Linked DNA regions of Mus musculus: region 2 is linked to region 1. A link is a contact called in public Hi-C data. All regions are on one chromosome and are shown on one strand. The core of a region is the stretch at or near the end of the contact, and the rest is flanking DNA. Distances in the headings are between cores, read along the strand shown. Region 1 has its middle 23 kb from the start of Foxo3. Region 2 has its middle 42 kb from the start of Ostm1.

Region 1 (4,714 bases), core at 1,324-3,823:
CCTCTAGCAAAGCCACACCCCTGAATCCTCAACAGTGCCATCAACTGGGGACCACATATTCAAACACGTGAGCCCATGGGCAGGTATGTGGAAGGGGCATCTTATTCAAATCACTACAAATTCTATATAGATTCCAGTATAGATGGTTGTGAGCCACCATGTGGTTGCTGGGAATTGAACTCAGAACCTCTGGAAGAGCAGTCAGTGCTTAGAGCTCTGCCCTCCTGTTCCTTTGCACTTCCTGCACGCCAGGCCCATCTTGCCCCAACAACTATAAACCTAACTCTATTTCTGTAATCTTAACACTTCCAGAATGTCACACAAGTGAAATCTCAGTGTATAGTAGGGATGGTGCTTTTTCCATAAGCCCATTTCTCTCAATCAGTGGGTAATTCCACAACATGGATGTACTATGCTTTAACCATTCCCTCTTTAAAGACCACTTTGGGGTGATGGAGAGATGGCTCAGCAGTTAAGAGCACCAAATGCTCTTCCTGAGGTCCTCAGTTCAATTCCCAGCAACCACATGGTGGCTCACAGCCCTCTGTAATGAGATCTGCTGCTGCCCTGCTGCCCTCTTGTGGCCTGCAGGTGTACAAGGAGGCAGAACACCATACACATAATAAATTAATAAATAAATCTTTTTTTAAAAAAAGATAATAAAAAAACCCACTTTGGTTGTTTATTGGGGTTGCCACATATGTAGCTTCTGTGAATATCAGTGTGCGGGTTTCTATGTGAAGATATGATATCTTTGACATAAATGTGCAGGAGACAGTTGCTGGGTGGGTGGCAGTTTTCAGTGTTGTTGTTTTTTCCTCAGTCTGTTAGATTTGTAGTGATGCTTCCTGGTGGTTTTTATCTGCATTTCCCTGCTCTCTCATGATGCAGAACATCTTTTTCTATATTTAGCATGTATTATCTCAACTTTTTTGAAACCCACTCATCTTCTCCCTGTCTTCTAGATTTGGGATTTGTTATTGTTTTACATATGTGTATGAGTGTTTTGCCTGTGATGGTCTGTGCACAGCATGTATGTAGTGCTCATAGACACCAGAAGAGGGCAACAGATTCCTTGAAACTAGAATTTACAGATGGTTGTGAGAGGCCATAGATCCTGGGCCCCATAGAAGAGCAGTCAGTGAGCACTCTTAACTGTTGAGTGGATCTCTCCAGCCCCTCTTCTGTTTTCTTTATGAGGCAGGGTCTTGCAGTATAACTCAGGCTGGCCTCCAATTCACAGCACTACATCAGCCTCAGCCCCCTTAGTGCTAGGATCACAGGCAAGTGCTACTAGCCCCAGAGGACTGGTTTTTCTGCTGGGTTTTGAGATGTCTTTGTGGCTCTGTAGGAGTGTTGTGTGTACGTTGTGCAGGGATTCTCCTCCAACCTTCAGCCCAAAGACAAACATTTCCCTCTGGATGAAGCTTCGCTTACCACTGTTTTCTTTGTATGTGTTTTTACCTTAGGTGCCAAGTCAGAAGATTTTTGCCAAGGCCTAGATTCTGGAGACATTCTTGTAAATTTTTCCAAATGTTTTATAGTTTTACATTGTATATGTGTGTCATGGTTGGTTTTAAGTTAAATTTTGTAATAATACAGTGTGTTTAAAGGGTGGGGATTTGCCCGTTGACCCCTTCAACACACCCTTGCTCCAACAACTAGTGAGGACCCTTACACTGCCACTACACCATTCTCAAAACCATGAGTGTGAAGCTCTCTCTCTCTCTCTCTCTGCCTCTCTTTCTCTGTCTCTCTGTCTCTGCCTCTGTCTCTGTCTCTGTCTCTCTCTTCTTCATTCATGAGTCTCTGATCCACTTCCCACCAGTTCCACATTGTTCTCATCATGGTGGCTCTGAGTCTTATGGTTGGCTAGAATGAGTCTTTCGCCTTCATTGATGTTTTTCAAAGTTGCTCTGGCTTTTCTTATTTTCACTTGTCTTCCCGTACACATCTTATAAGCGTGCCAGGTCCTGCTTGCAGCTTGACAGGGCACCCATTGAGCTCATGTATCTATTTGGGAAAATTGTCATGCCTGCTTTGCTGAGTCATCTATTCCATGAACAAGCTACGTCTTCCCGGTGACTCAGCTCTCTTGCCTTTGACCATCAGTATTTTGTAGTGGTCAGCATTTAAATCGTGTGCATGCTGTGAGGTTCAGACAAAGGTCTTCCCTCCTCCTCCTCCTCCCCCTCCTCCTCCTCCTCCTCCTCCTCCTCCTCCCCCTCCTCCTCCCCCCTTCCCCTCCTCCTCTCCCTCTTCCTCTTCTTCCTCTTCTTCCTCTCTCTTTCTCCTCCTCTTCCTCCTCCCCTCCCTCCTCTTCCTTCTCCTTTTTTTTTCTTTTGAAACTGTGAACTATACTCTTTCTAAACAATATATTAAACAATGCTTATGGGAGGAAATGATCAGAAGTAATGTATAAGCAGATGAAAAACCACAACAGAGCCAACATCACCATCCCTACCCCAGCCCAGCCCACATATCCAATGTCTAACAGGTAGGACCAATGGGTGTCAACTGGAATAGATCCCAGATGCAGAATTGGAGTCACCACACGGCCGTCCATGTGAAGAATACGGTCCCCTCCCGTGCATTTCCTGTGCAGCTGCAGGGTGAGGCAGGTCTGTTACACGATGACCTCGCTACTTAACCTTGTTCTTTTACCCAGAGACCATAATTATTCAACAGAAGCGAGCAACTTGCTAGCTCTAAATGAAAACATGGTGATTGCCTTCCACATTCAGTCCCCTGCCTAGCTGTGCCCATGAACCTTTGACTGGGCAGTGAGTGGTGGCCTGGGGCCTTTGAAGGTGCAGTTGGAGCACAGTACTGAAGGGCTCGTCGCTTCTGTTACCTTTGTTAGAAGCCTGGGTGTTTCCCCTTCCCCTTTAGCGCGTGCTTGGCAAAGCTTCAGTTTGTAGTTTTCCACATTTTAGCCCTTATGCCTTAATAAATAGTAAGTGAAATTGTGTCCTGTCCCCGCCCCCCCTCCATGTCCACCGAGTGACATGATCACAACTCTCTACAAGTGACACCAGTTGGGGCCCGGGGGTATTTTGGGGGGACTAGGAGTAAAAACAAACCCTCATCTCTCACAATTCATTGCTCTTGAACCAAACGAGCTGGTTGGCCACGGTCTGCTTCACTCTTATACCTGCGGTGGGTTTGGTGTCACCCTCCGAGTACGTCTCAAAAGGAGACTGGCTTAAGCAATGCTCCTCTAGTGTTCTGTGAATGGTGTGGCTGACCATGTCAGTGTTCACTTGCAATGGTCAGGGCAATGACTGGATGTGGGCCATCCCTGGGGAAGCTGTTCCTCCTGTCTGGGGCAGGAGCTAGATGGTGCCCTTGATCTTGGTCTCTAGTGGGGCTAGAGCCTGTCTCCTTGACTCAAGCCAGCCTCCTTGACAAGCCTGTCACAGTTGGCCTTCTTCAGCTTTCTCAGAGGGTGTGCCTCCGGATCCTAACCTGCACCACCCGCCCTTCCTGCCCTGCTGTTCCCGGGTGATCTTCCTCTTCCTTGGTCTGCACTCTCCTCTGGGACCTCTCCCGGGCCATGGTTGTACTACAGAGGCTGGATGCACACCAGGAACAGTCTGGAGAGGGCATCAAACTCCCTGTCTCGTTCTTGCCTCAACTGTATAGACTCTAATTTGAGGGTCTATGCATTCATTATGAATGTAAGGAGACATAATTGGCTTTAAGGTTTATTTTGTATGCTCTGACTTTGCTTTTTCTTTATAGACTTTTTCTTCACAGGCACTCTGGAATTTTATCCTTGGGCAGTCATAGTAGTTGAAAACAAGCTCCTAAGTTCTTCCTTTCTGGTATGTTTCCCCTCTATTTCCTTTCATTGCCCACTCTGCCAGCAGAACTCGGGATGCTAGATAAAAGTCTGGAGTCCTTTCCCTTCCCGATCTTAGACTGACAGCATGAGCTACCATCCCCAGCCCCCATTCCCACTTCTGCCACCCCCTCCAACCCCTACCCCCACCCCCATCCTTGTGAGGAAGATAGCCACAGGTTTGCTCCTTCTTCTAATTGTTTTCTTTTTAAAAGGTTCTGATCTTTTTTATTTTGTGTGTATAGTGTGTGTGTGTGTGTGTGTGTGTGTGTGTGTGTGTGAGAGAGAGAGAGAATATATGTTTGTATATGGGAGAGACAGAGAGAGGAGTGTGTGTGTGTGTGTGTGTGTGTGTGTGTGTGTGTAAGAGACAGAGAAAGACAGAGAGGTGGTATGTATGTGTGTGTGTGTTGCTGGAGATTGGGCCAAATACGTTTTCTACCACTAAGTTATACTCCCAGCCCCACAGAATATTCTTAAAAAAAAAAAAGATTTATTCAGATATTCAGACACATCGAAGAGGGCATCAGATCCCATTACAGATGGTTGTGAGCCACCATGTGGTTGCTGGGCATTGAACTCAGGACTTCTGGAAGAGCAGCCTTTCTCCTGACTCCTGAGCCACTGCTCCAGCCCCACCACAGAAGATTCTTATCGTGAACACATATTGAATCTTGTCAAATACTTGTTGTAGTGGGTTGGCTTAATGCTGCTTGTATTCTAGTGCTAAACTGAGGCCCCCAAGACTGGTGCCCTAGAGAAGAGGGAGGACCAGGGGTGAGAGAGGAACCTGAAGACTGAGGAAGGAAGAGGAGGAGGAATAAAGGAAGAATATGCAGGGGAGAGAGAGGACAGCGGCCATGGGTTACA
Region 2 (4,714 bases), core at 1,089-3,588, 340 kb after region 1:
ACTCTTATCTTTAATGATATGCTGCTGAACTTCTCCCAGCCCGGCTAGCTTTTTATCTTGATTACTCTAATCAATAAGAAATGATAGAGTAGAATTATAAACTCTATTGGCTTTTAAATGTTGCCGACAAGCCCTCTAGATGCCATTCCTGTTCATTGTTATTTATTAAAATGATCCTTAGGATAAAGGCGGATGCAAATACAGAGTAGGACAAGGGGAAAGAGTCTGGGGACCAGTCCCAGCCAGTCCCTGACACCCCACCCCCCACCCTCCGCCCCAGCCCCAGGGAAGAGTCCATGCTGTTTGGGCTTGAAAGGATAAAAAAGATATTTTATTAAAGCTTTATAAAGAAAATTGCCCCTTTGAAGTATTCAGAGAAACAGAAAAACAAATTTAAAAGCACGAACCTCCCCCCCATCCCCACCCCCGCCCGGTCCCAAATGGTATTAGAGGTGAAAGCTTTGAGATACAGTCTCATTCTGGGAGGAGGTGGTATGCTGGTGGAAGCCCTACTCAAAGCTGTACACAGTGTCGGGGAGCGTGTATGTACAATTTCAAGCAGGCGGATCAACTTGACTATCCTACCACTTCTGGGAGGAGAGGGGGCGGAATCTCTTTTAAGTCTGCAGACGGTACTTTCTCCTCGAGTTGGTGGGTGGGCTGTTGGCTAGAACCTGAAGGTGACTGGACGATGTTTTGGGGTTTCTAGTTGTCTGGTACCAGGTGCTAGTGAGTTGAGTCTCGGAGCTCAACTCACTAGCGTTAGCAAGTCTCAAGATTCCGGACTCCATCAGGCCCAATTTGAGCGGCTTGGTCTGTGTTCCCCCCCCCCCTCCCCCAGCAACCTGGTTTTGGCTAAAACAGTCTTCCTTCTTTGCTCACTGAAAGACCTGTGAGGGCCCAAGGGGATAGGGAATGTCGCTCCACCCGCATACTACCCTCCACCACCCCCACCCCCACCCCCGTTCCCCCAGAGCGCAAACATACACTGGGAATTTGGTTTCGGGGCGTTTGCGAAGGGCCAGAGGTTGCGGAGAACACAGGCGGTCTCAACTCATCAGTCCTGGGCGGTTCTCACTAGCTTTCTTTTAGAGGCTATTCTGCACCAGGCACTAGGGACCATAGGCCACTCTTCGGAGATCAGGGACTTTTTTTTCCACTTTGGCTGAACCGGTCTGGACTTCCGATGGCGTCTCGAGATCCCTAGCACTCAGAACCCAAAAGGTCTAGCGGGGTGGGGGATGGAGGGCGGGGGGGGGGGGAGAGGCGTGCGCACAGCCCTGGACTCCGAGGGACTTGCTGCGGGGCGAGCAGTAGCCCAGGGGGCCCACCCTGCTGTCTACGCTCCTCCGCCGGGCCCGAGCTCCCCACTCTTGCCCTCAGCTTACCACCTACTCCGCCTCGGGTTTGCAGATTCCTCGCTGGGCGTCCCCCCCCCCTCCCCCGACCCCCGCCACCCCCAGCACATCTCCTGGAGCACGCTGGCGCTGCGACCCCGCGGGGCGGGGAAGTTGCGCGGGAACCCACGGCCAGCAACCTGCCGACGCGTGGTGAAGACTGGGCGCTCGGAGAGGACAGCCACGCAAACTCCAATCCTCGCCAAGGCCGTGGTCGAGGCGCCAAGGGAAGAGTTGGAAATCGCGAGCGAGCTAGGCCTTTTTTTTTTTTTTTTTAAATGACACATGGGGGAAGGGCTGAATGTTTCAAAAATCATGTAAAATTTCTGTTCTTAGCAACATCCTTGTTATTAGGAATGATGACTAAACCGGCAGGATTATTCTGGACTGTAAGTTATCAAGAGCCCACTAATTTCACATTAAAGCCCATTGACTGCAACGGCGTGATTGAAGGGTTTTTAACAATTAACATAATCAGAAAATGAGCTGAGATAATTTTTATTCAACTCATTACTTTTTAATCATGTATTTCTTTTAATTAATATCTTCTCCGTGAACATAACACAAAGCAGAGCACCAGTGCTGGCCCAAGCCAGCACTTCGGGACTGAATTTGACACAAGCAAATATTTCACCAGTAGCATTCATCGCATTTCCATTGTGGTGTGGGGGAAACAGAAAAAGCTTGTCCAAAAGTCACCGTGTTGTTTTGAAACACAATTTAAAGGGGTGGGGGGCGTTGGGAACGCACAAACCGGAACACGCTTTTAATTCGACTTGACTTTTACATTTGGGCGCCTCTCTTGGTTGGCGGCCAGAGGGATTCAAATGCGAAGAGACACACAGGAAGAAGAAAGACTTCTGAGGAGGGGTTACTGGTCCTGGGTCCTCAGTGAAGCAGGATGTAGTTGCACGCATCCAGGGCAGCCATCCGTTGGTGCGGTGACCCGAGGCCACGTCGGATGGAAATGGTCTAAACCCGAGGAGTTCCGGTTCCGCTAGACACCACCACTTTCTCACCCAATGGCCTTGGTTTGACCCATGAAAGGCCAGTTCCTCCCCTCCCCTAGTCTAGACTGAAGTGGGCTGAACTATTAGGCTTTCTATAAGAATCCTGTCCCCCTGCCCTCGTCCCCAGTCCAAGGTATTCGCTTTGCGTTGGATAATAAGGTTTCCTGATATGCCCAACCAGGTTGACTTAATTCAATACAAACGACTTGATCCAATCCAAACATCTTATATGTGTAGGGAACTGGCGTTGTCGGTGACACAGGCCGGGGCCAACTTCCCTTTTGTCGACCCTCCTTCTCCACTCACCAAACTCGGACTCTCACACCATCTCTGACACCTCCAGAAAGGGATATCGTGGGCTAAGATCGCTTCCAAAGTGGGATCTGTATTCGCCTCTGAAAAAGAAAGAACGCGACCCCTGGTGGAAGAAAATGGAAGTTCAAGAATTTAAGGACAAGAATTTCGTCGCCATCGTGGGTAGAGGAGAGGCTACTTAAGGAAAAGTACTATGTGAGACAGTGAAATGGAGGTGGCATCCCGGAGGTGGCTTTCAGGTGGAGAGCGCAGGGGCAAATGCTGACCAGGCACAGTCCTCTTAGGCCCCGGGGTCCTCCCTCAGCCCTGCGGTCTGGCTAATGTGGGGTCAGGCTGTCTTATCCCTCAACAGCTCAGTAGTTACAGAAAACTGATGAAGGTTTTTGTTGGTTGACCCCACCTTTTGCTTGACTGCTCCAGAGAGCATCCAAAGTCCAGAATCTTCCTTGGTTTTCTTCTAAACAGGCCTCTCCCTCTATCATTTTGATATCTCTGTCTTCAGTAGGTGATGGCACCCCTTCCCACCTTTGAAATGGGTCTCATGCATGAGGCTATCGGCAGACTCACGCTGTTGCCGAGGATGGCTTTTGTGCGTGCCAGGCAAACATTCTACCAAATGAGATACAAATCCAGCCCAGGGGATAGACTAAGGCAAAACCTCAATTTACTAAGGAGATTGCCGCTTTGAATGGAAGCCTCGCTCCTCTGGTATTGATTTGCTTAAGGAGGATCAGGGTACGGGTCTGAGTCTGAGTATAAGCATGAGGAAGACGTGGAGGAGAGGAGCCCTTCGTGCCTCTGTTCATGCCCAGGGCCGAACAATTAACCAGGAGATAAAGCTAGCTCCTCACTGATTACCTTGTCACTGTTGACCCAGAGAAGGCACTTCAGGCTAATCAAGGAAGGGCAAGGGGTGACATTTATTTCCTTGCTCTATTTTATTTTATTTATTTTTGTTTTGAGATCTGACTATGTAGACCTGGTTGACCTGTAACACACTATGTAGACCAGGCTGGTTTTGAACCCATAGAGTTCACCCTGCCTCTTCCTCCAGAGTGCTGGGACTAAAGTTGTGCACGGCTATGCCAGGCCTCATTTTATTTTTTGAGATAGGGTCTCACTATGTAGTCCTAGCTGGCCTAGTCTGTGTAGCCCAGGTTGGCCTTGAACAGGTCACTGGCGTGAGCTACCACAGCTAGCTCTTCCTTGACAACCCCCACCGTGTGTGTGTGTGTGTGTGTGTGTGTGTGTGTGTGTGTGTGTGTCTACTTTTGTCTGTCCATCCTCTGTCTGTAGTCCAGAGAACAAACTGGGTTCCCAAGAGCCAGTTGCTTTTCTATTGCTGTGTTAAGATCAGGGACGGTTATAGAAGAAAGAGGTTATTTGGGGCTTACAGTTTCAAGAGGTTGGTTAGAGTCTATGATCCTTGTGACAGGGAACATAGCCACAGGCAGGCATGACACTAGACCAGCAACTGAATTACATCTCAGTCCACAGACATGAAGCAGAGAGAATCAGCTGAGAATGGTGTGGACTTTGGAAACTTAAAAGCTTGCTCAGTGACACACCTCCTCCACCAAGACTACACCTTCCAAACCTTCCCAAACAGCTCCACCAACTGGGGACAGTCTACTCAAATGTGCGAGCCTGCGAGAAACACTCTCATCTGAGCCGCCACGGCCCTGGTTAAGTAGGTTAGGCCAGCTATCCAGTGAGCCCCAGTGATCACCTGCCTCTGTTTCCACAGCCACCTAACCTAAGAGGCTGCCCATGGCCCCTATGCTGGCCTTAAGCTAGCTATGTATCTAGGATAACCTTAAACGCCTGACTCTCCTACCTTCCAAGAGCTTGGATTACAGGTATGCGCAACTGCAGCTAGCTCCTCTCTGGCAAGTTTCAAAAGTGATTGGTTTCTTTTCCAGCTTAAAAAAATTTTATCTATCTATCTATCTATCTATCTATCTATCTATCTATCTATCTATCTATCTATCT

What was found. A called contact is a pair of places that touch in the nucleus more often than the background predicts.
Region 2: a contact with region 1 is called in a Hi-C map of regulatory T cells, with 6 times the contacts expected there. The contact joins two enhancer-like sites. A contact is called at or near these places in 11 of 39 promoter capture datasets (the 3T3-L1 cell line, the C10 cell line, the HPC-7 cell line and 6 more), 10 of 15 datasets of contacts at CTCF or cohesin (CD8 T cells, the G1E-ER4 cell line, the NIH/3T3 cell line and 5 more), 218 of 484 Hi-C or Micro-C datasets (the 3T3-L1 cell line, 3T3-L1-derived adipocytes, the 4T1 cell line and 115 more), 39 of 115 datasets of contacts at active chromatin or transcription factors (the 230-238 cell line, Th17 cells, astrocytes and 23 more) and 4 of 9 other capture datasets (adipose tissue, embryonic tail, liver and 1 more).

Annotation. Positions count from the first base shown.
Region 1 is chr10:42,297,583-42,302,296 of GRCm38.p6, forward strand. No RefSeq gene overlaps it. Among named protein-coding and RNA genes, the nearest start is that of Foxo3, 23 kb to the left of the region's middle. Within about 2 kb of position 2,574, at least 17 of the 459 cell types and tissues checked have an H3K27ac peak or open chromatin away from gene starts, as enhancers often do. A contact at or near this core is called in regulatory T cells, where this site is marked.
Region 2 is chr10:42,634,608-42,639,321 of GRCm38.p6, forward strand. No RefSeq gene overlaps it. Among named protein-coding and RNA genes, the nearest start is that of Ostm1, 42 kb to the right of the region's middle. Within about 2 kb of position 2,339, at least 9 of the 459 cell types and tissues checked have an H3K27ac peak or open chromatin away from gene starts, as enhancers often do. A contact at or near this core is called in regulatory T cells, where this site is marked.